2 separate regions of the Mus musculus genome follow, and region 2 is linked to region 1. The links are chromatin contacts, called in public promoter capture Hi-C maps. All regions are on one chromosome and are shown on one strand. The core of a region is the stretch at or near the end of the contact, and the rest is flanking DNA. Distances in the headings are between cores, read along the strand shown. Region 1 holds the start of Msl1 (male specific lethal 1). Region 2 holds the start of Socs7 (suppressor of cytokine signaling 7).

What was found. Promoter capture Hi-C pulls out the DNA fragments that hold promoters and counts their contacts.
Region 2: a contact with region 1 is called in a promoter capture Hi-C map of pre-B cells, with 3 times the contacts expected there. The contact joins the promoter of Socs7 here to the promoter of Msl1 in region 1.

What each region holds. Positions count from the first base shown.
Region 1 is chr11:98,791,127-98,798,457 of GRCm38.p6, forward strand. It overlaps Msl1 (male specific lethal 1), which reads left to right and starts at 4,390. Exons shown (of 9, transcript NM_028722.3): 1 at 4,390-5,478. The coding sequence starts at 4,705. It overlaps Gm12359 (predicted gene 12359), which reads right to left. Exons shown (of 3, transcript NR_033551.1): 3 at 7,183-7,331.
Region 2 is chr11:97,358,273-97,365,222 of GRCm38.p6, forward strand. Socs7 (suppressor of cytokine signaling 7) reads left to right here and starts at 4,020. Exons shown (of 10, transcript NM_138657.4): 1 at 4,020-5,151. The coding sequence starts at 4,163.

The DNA.
Region 1 (7,331 bases), core at 3,140-5,639:
GCATTTTTTGTCTTTATTATTATTATTATTATTATTGGTTTTTCGAGACAGAGTTTCTCTGTGTAGCCCTGGCTGTCCTGGAGCTCACTCTGTTGACTCAGAAATTCACCTGCCTTTGCCTCCCAAGTGTTGGGATTAAAGGTGTGCGCCACCAACTGCCACCACCCAGCAAGATTTGTTTATTTTATGTATATGTGCTCTCTTCAGACACTGAAGACTTCCCAGGACTCTGGAGATAGAGGCTGACGGATCACCATGACTTTCAAGTGATCTAATTGGTTGCAGGACAGTTAGGGCTACCTAGTGAGACACTGTCACAAACAAACCAAAAACCTGTAATAGTTGCAATGTATTATTTTATGTGTATGGGTATTCTGCCTGCATGCACATATATGTGCACCTTGTACATGCCCTGTACCATATGGACCCCCCAGGAACTGGAGTTACAGACAGTTATGAGCACCATGTGGGTGCTGGGAATTGAACCCAGGTCCTCTGGAGGAGAAACCAGTGCTCTTAACTGCTGAGTCATCTCCTCTGATAGTTGCAAATTTTAAGATAAGGTTATAAACTGTTAGAAACAGGGCTGGGGATGTGCCTCAGTTGGTAGAGTGCTTGCCTGGCAACGGTGAAGCCCTGGGTAAGACCCCCAGCACTGACTGTATTTGGCCTGTTGTGAATGCATACAATGGTCAATGTCTATAATCCAGCACTCTAGAGATAGATGCAGGAAGAAGTTCAAGGTCCTTCAGAGCTACACAGTAATTCGAGGCTACCTGGAAGAGATAAATATACACGAGAGACCTCAGACCTCGTCTCAAAACCCCAAACAAAATTATTAGGAATACAAATTTCTTATAATAAAGTTCATATTGGAAAATGACCGTGTACACCATATCATTCAGTGGGGGTGGGGCTGCTTTTGCATTGCAGTGGTGGTACTGAAGTTGAAGAGGAAAAAAAGGCCTTCCAGTCATTCAAGCCTAACATAAGTCACTGTCTGGCCCTTTAAGAGTGGGTAGGAGGAAGGTTTAGCTTAGCATGATAGTGTTTGTAATCCCAGCACTCAGGAGGTGGTAGCCAGATTAGGAGTTCAAAGTCAGTTTGTGTACTCAAGACCCCGTCTAAAGAAAGAATAAATAGAAACAAAGCCCCAGGGGAGGAGGGATGGCTCAAAACCACGCAGAGCTAGGGAATCTTTAGGCCTAGGGTGGGACCTGGAAATTTGCACATCCAAGTTTTCTAACGATGCTAATGACTCCAGTTTGGGTTGGTGTGCATGTGGGGGGTGGAGGCTTGTCAGCATTCTGTGGCGGTGGAGTTGCTTCCCTCCTTCCACCTGTGCCCATGTCCTGGGAATTTACCTCAGGTGGCCAGGCTCGCCGGGCAAGCACCTGTGCCTGCTGAACCAGCTCGCCAGCTCTGTGATAGCTTCTGGCCGGTTCATGCTACAGCCTTGGCTTCTCTCTCTACATATTTACATTTATTTCACTTAAGTTTGGCTCCTGTACCTCTCCAGTGAGAGTGGAGGTCAGGAGACAGGCGGGTTATCTCCCTCTCTCCTTTGTGTCCATAGAGATTGAGCTCTGTACGCCAAGCATCTCTGCAGTTTCCCTTAGCCTCTGAGGCGGCTCAGCGGTCCTTTTTTATGTGATACTGAGGATTGAACCTAGGATTTTGTGGATGCTAGGAATGCAGACGCACTAACCACTGAACCATGGCAGAGTCCTGTCATTCTGTAACCTGGCAAGTCTTGAACTTGGAATTGTTTTACTGCAGTCTCCCAAAAGAGCTGACTTTACTAGCTTTTCAGACAACAGGCCTGGGTCTCTGCTCACCCTCCTGTCTGTCATTTCTCTATACATCCCCAGAGTACTGTCACCCTACATGAACTGACTCGTGGACTCACACCTGAACAGGCTTCAAGATGGCACTTTGTAACACGTATGGGTGTCGATACGGACAACATTCAGTGAGCAACCTGTAAGATTCACATTAGGAGTTGAGGATAATGCAGGACAAAGTATGTATTAGATGCTGATTAAATCCTGCAGAGGAAATAAGAGGCCAGCAGAGGAGGCATCTAAAAGGTGATATTTAGTAAAAAGGAACAAAGAAGTGTGGAAGTCCTGTGAGTAGGGATCCATATGAGAACAGCAAACGTATAGACCCGAGCAGACAGACACAGGAGGCGAGGACGGCAGGAGAGGGTCCACAGAAAGCCGTAAGAGTTCTCCAGTCCACAGCAGCTTGAAGGGCCAGGTCCTTCAGACCATTACACTTTTAATCCAAGTGATCTTATGATCTTATATTATGACCTTAAATCTATCAGGATCACTACAAATGACCGGGGAAGACTTAGGCAGAGGTTGAAATCATGAGACAAATCACAAGCATTTCATAATTAAAACAATAAACAGAAAAGCAGAGGTGGCAGCTTACATCAAGGTAGAGTTGTGGCGAAGATGTAAAATGTACTAGCTTGGATTTTTAAAGTAAGATGGACTGACTTAACTGGAAACAGGATTTAGGTGCAGAGTCGAAAGCTTGAGTCTGAAGTGCATATCAGACATCCAGTTGGCCATATTCTAGGGAGTTGGAGATAGGATTTTGGAGTAAGGGTCCAACAAGCCACAAATCTGGGAGGTTATCAGGATAGTGAGGTGGTAGTCTTCACACTGAAAAAGACCACATTCTACAAACTTCTTTCTAATCCTGCCCTTCCTTCTACTGCCTTCCTGTGCAGTTCTGAGGCCCACCTGATGGAAAGAGGACGGGGACTCAGGACTTTCATACCCATGAAGTTTTTCAGTGTTTCATGCTTAGAGCCCACAAAGCAGAAGCAGTTTCTAACTAAATTTCGCATTGAACCAGGTGTCCTTGTTTTCTCTGTACAACTTATCGTTTATTTATTTATAGAGACAAGATCTGCTTGCTCGCATTGAGACATTTATTTATTTATTTAGACAAGGTATATGTAGCCCTGTCCTGGAACTTGCTATGTGAACCAAGATGGCCCCGAACTCACACATTCTCCTGTCTTTGCCTCACAAGGGCTGGGGTTAAAGGTGTAGACCACTATACCTATCTCCTATAAAAAAATTTTAGAAGTGCACTTCAGACAGATAAGCAACCAATTAATTTACAACTATGTACATGTTTTTTCCATAGGGAACTATGAGGACTTAGTGGCTAAAGTTGCTTGGAAAATTAAGGCACACAGACACTATGAACCTGGAGAATTGGGAAGTGCTCCAATAGAAGGCCCTAAAGAACACTTAGTCCTAACACCGGCATACATCTCTCCATAGATTTCTTGAATCTTTTTCCAGAAGATGCTAGGAGTAGCTACAGCTTAAGAAGGCTGGAGACATGGCTGCTTGGGAAACAACTGTCGGTAGTTGGCAGTACTTCACCCCAAGGTTGTGCTTACAACTCCCTGGGCAGCAGACATCATGGATTTTGCTGCTTCTGGGAACCAGAGGTCCCTCCATTTCTGTGCTGGATCCCTTAGAGACAAAGAACTTCACTTCTTTCCCCAACCCATGTGGGACCGCCAGGGAGCCTAGAGGGTGGAAGCTTGACTTCTACTCCATGAAACAGCCGCAGGCTCCAAGGGAGCCTGGGTCGGGGCCGGTCCCGAAGGCGCGCGGGGCTCCGGTGTGGGCCAGGCGCGTAGCCAGGTCGCCAGGGAAGGGCTATCCGACGAAGGCCGGCTCAGCAGAGCGGTCGGTAGGCGTCCGCGAGGGGCGGGAGCATCTACCTCCTTCCTTCCTCCCCAACCCCATTCTCTCGCACTTGGTTTTGCCGGGGATCCTCCGCATTCCCCAACCACCAGCGGCCGCCCTCGCCCTTCTTCCCTCCCCAGCCCGCCCCTGCCTCGGCAGCCCACCTTCGCCCGCTCCTGCGTCCTCGCCCTCGTCCCCGACCTCCCCTCGTGGGCCCCCGCGCCTCGGTCCCCTCCCCCTCGCGGCGGCAGCGGTAGCCGCGGCCCCTTTCACAATAGCGCTACCCGCCTCCCTCCTCTCCGCTCCCGGTTCGCTCCCGCCCGCTGCCCTCTCGGCGCATGCGCGCTCCGGTCGGCGGTGGCGGCGGCTGCGGCGGCTCCGTTTTTTTTAAAGGGAAACGCCGAGGAGTCGGGGGTGACTGTGGGGGAGGGGGACCCGGCGGCGCGGAGAACCCCCGGGGGAGGCGGCAGACCCCCCCTCCCGGAGTAGGAGGGCTCTGGGCGGACCCGTCCCTCCCACCCCCTCCCGAGGAGGAGCAAGGGGGGGGAAATGGAGGCTCGGGGCGGCTGAGGCGAGCTCCGGGGCGGGGGGCCGGGGCGGGGAAGGGGGGGTGCGGGGTGGGGAGACGAGGCGGGCCCGGCCGGGCAGGGGGGGCCGAAGCGAGCTCCGGGGATGAGCTCGGGGGCGGCTGGGTGCGAGCTCCTGCCTCTGCGGCGAAGGCGACGGTGGCGGCAGCAGAGGCGGCGGCGAGGCCACCATGGGTCGGCGGCGGGCCTCAGCTGCGGCCTCCACTTCTCCGCTCGCCGGCGGGATGGCGCCCGGGCCTCGGAGAAGCCGCGTTAGCGGAGGCCTGCGGCTGCTCTGCTGAGCCGAGCCCGCCAAACTCCCCTCCCCCTCCTCCGTCCTCGACCCCCCGCACCTCGCCCCTTCCCCACCCCCTCCTCCGTCTCGGTCCCCCGCGCTGCTCCGGACCACTATGACCATGAGATCCGCAGTGTTCAAGGCGGCCGCGGCCCCTGCCGGCGGCAACCCCGAGCAGCGACTGGACTACGAGCGGGCTGCGGCGCTGGGCGGGCCCGAGGACGAGTCCGGGGCGGCCGAAGCCCATTTCCTCCCCCGGCATCGTAAGCTCAAGGAGCCGGGGCCCCCGCTGGCCTCTTCCCAGGGCGGGAGCCCCTCGCCCTCTCCAGCCGGCTGCGGCGGCGGCAAGGGCCGGGGCTTGTTACTCCCAGCCGGGGCGGCCCCCGGGCAGCAGGAAGAGAGCTGGGGCGGTTCGGTGCCCTTGCCCTGTCCGCCCCCAGCTACTAAACAAGCCGGCATCGGCGGGGAGCCAGTCGCAGCCGGCGCTGGCTGCAGCCCCCGGCCCAAGTATCAGGCGGTGCTGCCCATTCAGACGGGCTCTATCGTGGTGGCGGCGGCCAAAGAGCCTACGCCCTGGGCTGGGGACAAGGGTGGGGCGGCTCCCCCAGCTGCCACCGCCTCGGACCCGGCGGGACCCCCACCACTACCTCTGCCCGGGCCACCACCCCTCGCGCCCACCGCCACTGCTGGGACCCTGGCGGCCAGTGAGGGCAGATGGAAGAGTATAAGGAAGAGCCCTCTCGGGGGTGGCGGCGGCTCGGGAGCCTCCAGTCAGGCCGCCTGCCTCAAACAGATCCTTCTGCTGCAATTGGACCTCATCGAACAGCAGCAGCAGCAGTTGCAGGCCAAGGAGAAGGAGATAGAGGAGCTGAAGTCCGAGAGAGATACGGTACGGGAGGGGTTAATCTGCATTAGGGATGGAGAGCGAGCTCTGCGCATGCTCGGGGGAAGGGGGCTGTAGGAGGCAGAGGTCCCCGCTCGGTTAGGGTTAGAGGAAGTTGGCCACCAGCTAAAGAGTGCCTTAGATGTTGGGTCGTTAGGAGCCTGGCATCACTGACACGTTGGGTCGGAAGGAAGGGTTAAAGGGCAACCTGTGTGTGTGTGGTGGGGGGTGTTATGGGAGGCTTCGGTTGCCAAAGGGTTAATTTAAAACGACAGCCCCACACTTGTGGGAAAGACGTTTAGAGTGGGAAAGACCTGATTTACGAGGGGTTAAAAATGATAGGGTGGGGTGCAGATGTGGCTGTATGGCAGGGGTTGTATTCAAGCGCTGTTGCCTTAGCTGTGCATTGGAGAGGAGGCTATAACAGCTGTTGCCGTAACCACCGCTGTTGCATCTTTAGACAGGAGGGTTGTCATAGGTCTTTTGGTCGGTAGAGGGTAAAGATGGTGTACGTGGAATCCTGTTTTAGCTCTCCTAAATGAGAATCACTGCCTTTGATTTCAGAGAGTTTCTAGTAGAAAATCTGAGTTATAAAACACTACCCGCTGACCACGTCCCTTGACTAAGCTGGCAGATTTTGAGACATAAGCTTATTCGATGTATTCTGTAAACCCTTCCACCTCCCAGACCTGTTTTTGAATCTTGAGGTATTAGAAAAGTTGTTGGTTATTTCTTTGTACTCCTGGAAAGCATGACTCCATAGGCTTGCTTGCATGAGCAGCAGCCTTGGGCACACATGTTAAGCACACTCCCTCACACCTCAGGGCCGCTGGGGTGGTGGGTGCTACAGTGGTAACATACCTTTTAGACGCCTAAAAATAAACATGGCTTCTACAGTGCGCTCAGGCCCTGCTCCCCCCTCCCTCCCTCCTGGCTCCTCTTACTCTGGGGCTTCACGCACCACAGGCTGAGCATGGGAGCAGAAGAGCTGTTCATTTTGTTTGCTTCCTAAATAAGTCGCCATCAGGCCTCTGTTTGATTGGAGAGTGCCTTCTGCAAGGTGGAACAGGAGCTGGGGCAGGTCTTGTTGAAATACCTCAGTGTTGCTTTGTGGAAGTAACTCAGCATGGAGTGGCACTGCTCAGCACTGTACTGCAGTCTACGGTGTGATGGCCCTGCCGTAAAAACACAACATATCCTTCCTTTCATGGGAAGGGGGTGGGAAGAGAAGGATCAGTAAAGGAGAAGAAATGAAGACTATGTCACCCACGAAACATGGCTAAGTAATGCTAAGGCTGTGAATCAGAACACAGGTGACACGAGTGGCTGGCAGGGGGCGGGGGGACACTACTGCAGCTGGAGGGTTGTGCTGAGTTCTTGAGGTGATGCCTTCTTTGGCCTCCTTCATAGGCTTTTCAAGGTAGGAAAAAGTGGGGTGAGTTAATGCTAAGGCATTGGTCTGAGCTTGGCATTCACGGCTTCTGTCATGTACTACAGTCTTAGCCCTGCTTAGGCCTGCTCTTATTCTAGTCATTGTTTGGCCTCTGCTGAAGTCAATGCCATGGCAGTAAGAGAGCAGCAGTGACGTCACTCACTAACCAAGGCAAAACTCTTGTCTTGTGCTATAAGCAGCACAGTCACCTTTTTGTCAAAACTGAGTTAATACCAAGTTTCTGATGACAATAGACTTCCATTTTGTTTGATTTTTGTGGTTCTCTTTAATTAGAATGTAATTTTGATAAATATTTAGATAATATTTTCCCGTTATCTCCAACACAAAGCAGAATCTATATATGTCATGTGTGTTGGGATTATATTACTGGCGTCGATTATAATTCTTTTCAGTGTAGTATGTTTTA
Region 2 (6,950 bases), core at 2,770-5,269, 1.4 Mb before region 1:
CAGTCATTGACATTACGTTCTGACATTAGAGAGGCCGTGAGGGACAGAGAACAAACATTGCCTTCTGGAACTTATATTTTACTAGAGGAGGCAGACTTTTTTTTTAAGATTTATTTATTTATTTTATGTATATGAGTACACTGTAGATGGTTGTGAGCCCTCACCTGATTGCTGGGAATAAAACTCCACTCACTGTAGCTGTCTTTAGAGGGTGTCAGATCCTATTACAGATGGTGTGAGCCACCATGTGGTTGCTGGGATTTGAACTCAGTACCTTCAGAAGAGCAGTTAGTGCTCTTACCTGCTGAGCCATCTTGCCAGCCCCAGATTTTTTTTTTAAAAAGATGTGTTTTTTTGTTCGTTTGTTTGTTTATTTAAAGACTTATTTATTATATGTAAGTACACTGTAGCTGTCTTCAGACACTCCAGAAGAAGGAGTCAGATCTCATTACAGGTGGTTGTGAGCCACGATGTGGTTGCTGGGATTTGAACTCAGTACCTTCAGAAGAGCAGTTAGTGCTCTTACCTGCTGAGCCATCTTGCCAGCCCCAGATTTAAAAAAAAAAAAGATGTGTTTGTTTGTTCGTTTGTTTGTTTATTTAAAGACTTATTTATTATATGTAAGTACACTGTAGCTGTCTTCAGACACTCCAGAAGAAGGAGTCAGATCTCATTACAGGTGGTTGTGAGCCACCATGTGGTTGCTGGGATTTGAACTCAGGACCTTTGGAAGAGCAGTGGGTGCTCTTACCCACAGAGCCATCTCTCCAGCCCCTAAAGATTTATATTTTATTGTTATTATCTTTGGTTTGTTTGAGACATGGTCTCACTATGTAGCTCAGGCTGTCCTGGAACTCATTATGTAGACCAGGCTGGCTTAGAACATACAGAAATCCACCTGTCTCTGCTTCTTGAGTTCTGGGATTAAAGGTGTGCACTACCATACCCTATTTTTTGTTGTTGTTGTTTGTTTTTATTTTTATCTTTTTTATGCTTTTGATGGCTGTCATATTTGCTTGTCTATTTACCATGTGTGAGTCTGGTGCCCAAGGAGTCCAGAAGGGGGCATCTGATCCCATGGAGCTGGAATTAGACCTTTGTGAGCCACAGTGTAGGTGGTGGCAACTGAACTGGGATCCACAAGAAGAGTAAGCAGTGCTCTTTTTTTTTTTTTTTAAAGATTTATTATTATATCTAAGTACACTGTAGCTGTCTTCAGACACACCAGAAGAGGGCATCAGATCTCATTACAGATGGTTGTGAGCCACCATGTGGCTGCTGGGATTTGAACTCAGTCAGTGCTCTTAACCTCTGAGCCATCTCTCCAAACTGTAAGCAGTGCTCTTAAGTGAGCCATCTCTCTAGCTCCATGACTTATTTCATTTTTAGTCACCTGTGTATGGGCACGCCCACGTGAAAGCTAGAGGGATGCAGTCACCTGGGACTGGGAGCTGTGAGCTTCCCCTGTGTGGGAGCTGGGGATTGAATTTGGGTCTTCTGGTAGAGTGGTCAGTGATAACCACTGAGCCATCTCTCTAGTCTGGACAGAGTGTTAATCAAATCACACATGTGCAATTAAGCGTAACAGAGACTGGGTCTTGAAGTTGAGAGAGAACGTACATCTCCCCGGTCTGGTGAGGAGAGAGTTCAGTCTGAAGGCTGGCCAGTTCACTGAGCACAAACCCGAGAGAAAACTTATCTGAGAATGGAGCTTAGTTAGGTGGGAGATGCTGGCCACTGGTCAAGCTGCAGCTTTGCTTTGGAGATATAAACACTGGATTTGTGTCCTGACACTGCAGGAGAAAAAAGGGGTAGCAGTGGCAAATAACAGAAGAATGCCCATGAATGTTGAAAATAGCGGTGTAACTGGGCTGGTGAGATGGCTCAGCGGGTAAGAGCACTGACTGCTCTTCCAAAGGTCCTGAGTTCAAATCCCAGCGGCCACATGGTGGCTCACAACCACCCTTAATATGAGATCTGACGTCTTCTTCTGGTGTGTCTGAAGTCAGCTACAGTGTACTTATGTATAATAATAAATAAGTCTTAAAAAGAACGGTGTTAGCAGAACTGAACAGACAAGATACAGCTTGGTGGGCAATGTGTAAGAGTAAGACGTAGGCAGGGCAAAACCATTAGGACCCTATATGTCACATAGAGGGTTTTCTCTCTATCCTAAGAATGCAGAAAGCATGAACAACTACAATCACAGGCTGTGGGGCTGGAGGGATGGCTCAGTGGTTAAGAGTACTGGCTGTTCTTCCAGAGGTCCTGAGTTCAATTCCCAGGACTCCACGTGGCAGCTCACAACTATCTGTAATGGGTCTGATGCTGTCTTTTGGTGTGCAGAGAAATATATGTAAATACATCTTTACAATCACAGGCTGTGAGCAAATTTCTATTTCAGAATGACCCCACTGGGCTGGGAAGATGGCTCTGTAATGTGCCTGTTCCTCATTGATTCTGGAGTTCATCAATTTGGCTAGATTGACTGGTGAGGGAGCTCCCGGGATCCACCCCACATCAAGTGCGAAGATCACAGACACATGCTGCTCTGCCTGGCTTTTATACTGTGCTGGGGATCCAAACTTAAGTCCTGATACTTGTGAGAGTCCCTGTCTGAAAAACAAAAGGGGTATAGGGAGCTGGGTGGTGATGGCACATTCCTTCATTCCCAGCACAGACATGATTCTGAATTCAAGGCCAGCCTGGTCTACAGAATGAGTTCCAGGACAGCCAGGGCCACACAGAGAAACCCTGTCTAGAAAGAAAGAAAGAAAGAAAGGAAGGAAGGAAGGAAGGAAGGAAGGAAGAAAGAAAGAAAGAAAGAAAGAAAGAAAGAAAGAAAGAAAGAGAGATGGAGGGGCCTAGAGAGCTAGCTCAGCAGATAACGGCTTGTTCTGCTCTTGCAGAGGGTCAGAACTCAGCTCTCAACACCCATGTCCAGGGACTTGGGGCAGCTAATAATTAGGTCTAGGGGATCTGATGCCCTTTCTCGGATTCTGCACACACATGTGCATACACATACATTTTTTTTAAGTGATGGAGATTATGACAGCGATTCTGATTTACATCTCCTGTACATCTATCTGTAGGTGTTACATTAGCAATGGCACAAAAACGTTGAAGGAACTCTTCCCCGTCACTGAAACCAATTCCGACTCAGCAAAGTTGCCCCCATGATTGATGATTTGATCAGGTTTTGCTTTTTCACTGTTCTCTTTCATCAACAGAGGAAAATATTAGTAAAAATTCTTGTTACAATTGCAGTCCTTGGTCACTTGTCATCATTTTGGGAAGGGCTGGGAATGAGGTCTGGTGATGGAACTGTTGCTTAGCACGTGCCACGTCTTGGATTCTATCCTCAACATGACATACACTATGACAACAATCAGTGGAAGGATGTATTTGGCCATCAGTCGTACAGAATTGGCTATTGTATATCTTCATTTCTTGGAATTGTGTATATCCATTCTTCATTTCAAATTCATGATGAGATTATGCTAACTATATACACACTCTTGTCTTCTCAAAGATCCAGTTGTTTTGGCACGGAAGAGCACACTGCAGGCTCTACAACCCATTTTCATGTAGTCATTCCACAGTTCATCGGATGCTAGGAAAGAGGATGCAGATGTAATGAAATGACTTGGCCAAGGTCACACACTCCAGGCAGCATGGACAGGACAAGACCCCCAGACAGTGCCAAGGTCCACGACCCTCTCCCAGGTCCAGACCCGGGTCCCGAGGCCTGCACTGCTCTACACAGGACGGTGGACAGGGCCCGGGCGCCCAGGAAGTGAAAAAGCAGGGGTCGGTGCCGGAGACCACGGAGGCCCCAGATGCAGCAGACGGCCAATAGCTACCAGGGCCAAGAGAAACGTCAGGCAGAGTGGAGTCCGACGCTTGCGCACCCTGGGGAAAGGGGGCGGGCCCTGGACAGGAAGTGACGTCTAGGGGCGGTCCTCGGCGGCAGCGCGCGGCCTGGGCTCGCGCTGGGCTCCGCGCGCCCCCCCCCCCCCGCCCCCTCTATGAGGCAGAGGCCGCGGCGGCCGTTAGCGCTGTCGCTCCGGGGGCCGCGGCGGGCGGGGCTCCGGCGGGGCCCGGCCTAGTCCCCACCCAGCCCGGCTCCTAGCCGCCCGCCCTCCCTCCCTTCGCCACCCCGATGCAGGGGGCCGAGCTCCGGGACGGCGAGGCGGCGGCGGCGGCCGCTTCGTACCGGGTCCTGAGCCGCCTCCTCGGCTATGGAGAGGCCGCCCCCGAGCCAGGCCCGCCGCCGCCGCCGCCGCCCCCGGGCCACAGCCATGGCCCGTCGCCGCCACCACCCTTCCTCGCGCGGCCCGGCTCGCGGGGCGCCCGGCCGCCTCAGCTGATGGTGTTCCGCAACGTGGGGCGGCCGCCGGAGGAGGAGGACGCGGAGGCGGCCCGGGAGCCGGGACCCTCGGAACTGCTGTGTCCCCGGCACCGCTGCGCGCTGGATCCCAAGGCCCTCCCGCCGGGCTTGGCGCTCGAGCGGACCTGGGGTCCCGTGGCTGGACTAGAGGCGCAGCTGGCGGCCCTGGGGCTCGGACAGCCGGCGGGGCCGGGGATCAAGACTGCCGGCGGAGGCTGCTGTCCGTGCCCGTGTCCCCCGCAGCCGCCGCCGCCGCAACCCCCGCCGCCTGCTGCCGCCCCGCAGGCCGGGGAGGACCCGACGGAGACGAGCGACGCGCTGCTGGTCCTGGAGGGCTTGGAATCGGAGGCCGAGAGCCTGGAGACTAACAGCTGCTCGGAAGAGGAGCTCAGCAGCCCCGGCCGTGGAGGAGGAGGAGTGGGTGGCCGGCTGCTTCTGCAGCCTCCGGGTCCCGAACTACCCCCGGTGCCCTTTCCGCTGCAGGACTTGGTCCCTCCAGGGCGCTTGAGCCGAGGGGAGCAGCAGCAGCAGCAACCTCCCCCACCGCCGCCGCCTCCCGGGCCCCTCCGGCCTCTCGCAGGCCCTTCTCGGAAGGGCTCCTTCAAAATCCGCCTCAGTCGCCTGTTTCGCACGAAGAGCTGTAACGGCGGCTCGGGCGGCGGGGATGGGACCGGCAAGAGGCCTTCGGGAGATCTGGCAGCTTCAGCTGCGAGCCTGACCGACATGGGAGGCTCAGCGGTCCGGGAGCTGGATACGGGGAGGTGAGATTGGCTTGGGGGTTGGGGGTGGGCAAGCGACAAAGTTCCATTTCTTGTTTCGTTTCCCTCGTTTTCCCCTACTGCCAACACGATACTGTTAGAGCTGAGCTGTGGACTTCAGGAGGAGGCAGACACTTGGGATTAAAGGTGGTGACATCTCGCATTAGGTCAGAGCTAATTGTGGAAACAGCTTTCAACTCTCGGAGAGTTCACACTCTGTGACACTTCTCAGTGGGTTAGCGTCTCTTGCTGGGGATGATCTGAAGCCCGGCCTCACCTTCCATCCCTGTTCCGGCCCCACTTTTTAAGCACCCCTCCCATGTCTGTTATTACTACCATTGCTGAAGGTTGCTGGAAATGTGTGGCCTTGGGGCCGAAAAGCTGGTGTCAATCACCTGCCTGTTATTATCTTGATCGTCTTGCTTGTTCTCTCAGTGCACCAGCCTTCACTCTCTTCGCAAGTACAAGCATGCAAATAGCCCGAGGAGTCTGGCCAGCAATTAGCTGGGCAGCTCCCTTAATATTCTGGTTGTTCCTGGATATTTGCTGTCTAAAGCCTGTGTGCTGACCACTTTCTGAATGGCGTTGTGCTGACTCTCTCACTTTCACACGGAGGTGAGAGGTCTAGGTGAGGTATACACAGTGACTTCTAGTCCAATTAATGGCAATTCCAAACTTAAATGGTGAGTTGTTCCCCTGAATTTCTAAGAAGTGGCTAGACTTTTACTGTCGGGACATAGTTCTGTAGTGTCAGTTTGGAAAGCTGTCAGCTTTTGCAGCCATGAATGAGTCTTACCTTGTGGTATAACATTGTGAGTTGTAGTTCTGAATCTGTTTTAAACTTGAATTGGTGGCTTTTGTTTTGTTTTGTTAGACAAGGTTTTTATTATGTTGATCAGGCTTGCTTTTAATTCACTGTGTAGCAGACTGGTCTGGATCTCTTGCTCTTTCTTCCTACCTCCTCCCAAGGACCAGGCCTGCTGCCACTGTGCCTGATTGGAATTGGTCTTGGTATGGTTTCTGTGATGTAGTCTTGAAACATACAGACAGTGACAGACCAAGGGCAAAGAGCAGATAAATTGATAACTTTGTTGAGCACTAGAATCTTGGAGGGTAGGGGGATGTTGAAAGATAAGTATATCTGGGCCCAATTTAAATTTTTTTTTTAAAGCTTCCTAGTTTATCCTTGTTCACAAACCACCCATTCTTGGACATGGATTTTCAAGGGAACTTTAATTCTCCAAGATAAAAGGTGTGGACTTATTTTGGCTTTGTTGCCATTTCTGAACATCTGTGTCATGGGCCAAACCCAGATCCTTGCCCTGATTGTTGTTCCCTGTGTCTACTCCTTTAGGTAGGGCCTGTTTTTATTACTATTATTGTGTGTGTGTGTGTGTGTGTGTGTGTGTGTGTGAGAGAGAGAGAGAGAGAGAGAGAGAGAGAATGAATGAATTACTGCTGAGAGCTTAGGTCTTGAAAAGTGTGTGGTTTCTGAAACAATCCCCATCCCCCACAGTGGTAGGTTCTGTATTTGATGCTCCACTTGCCAATGTGGATGAAATTTGCACTAGCTGAGGGTGAGGGCACGGTTGGAGCTGTGGATAATGGCATAGGATGGATTGATAATTTTCTGTGGTTTGTCTTGCCTTTGTTCCACATTGACCAGGACTTGCTCTAAGATTCCCAAGACGACAAGTATGAGGTGTGGCGTGAAATTAGCTGCTGCGTCTAATAGATTAGGAAGTGAAAAAGGCATATACCATTGTATGGTGTTTTGCCTTGGAAGCAGAATTTAATGGCCA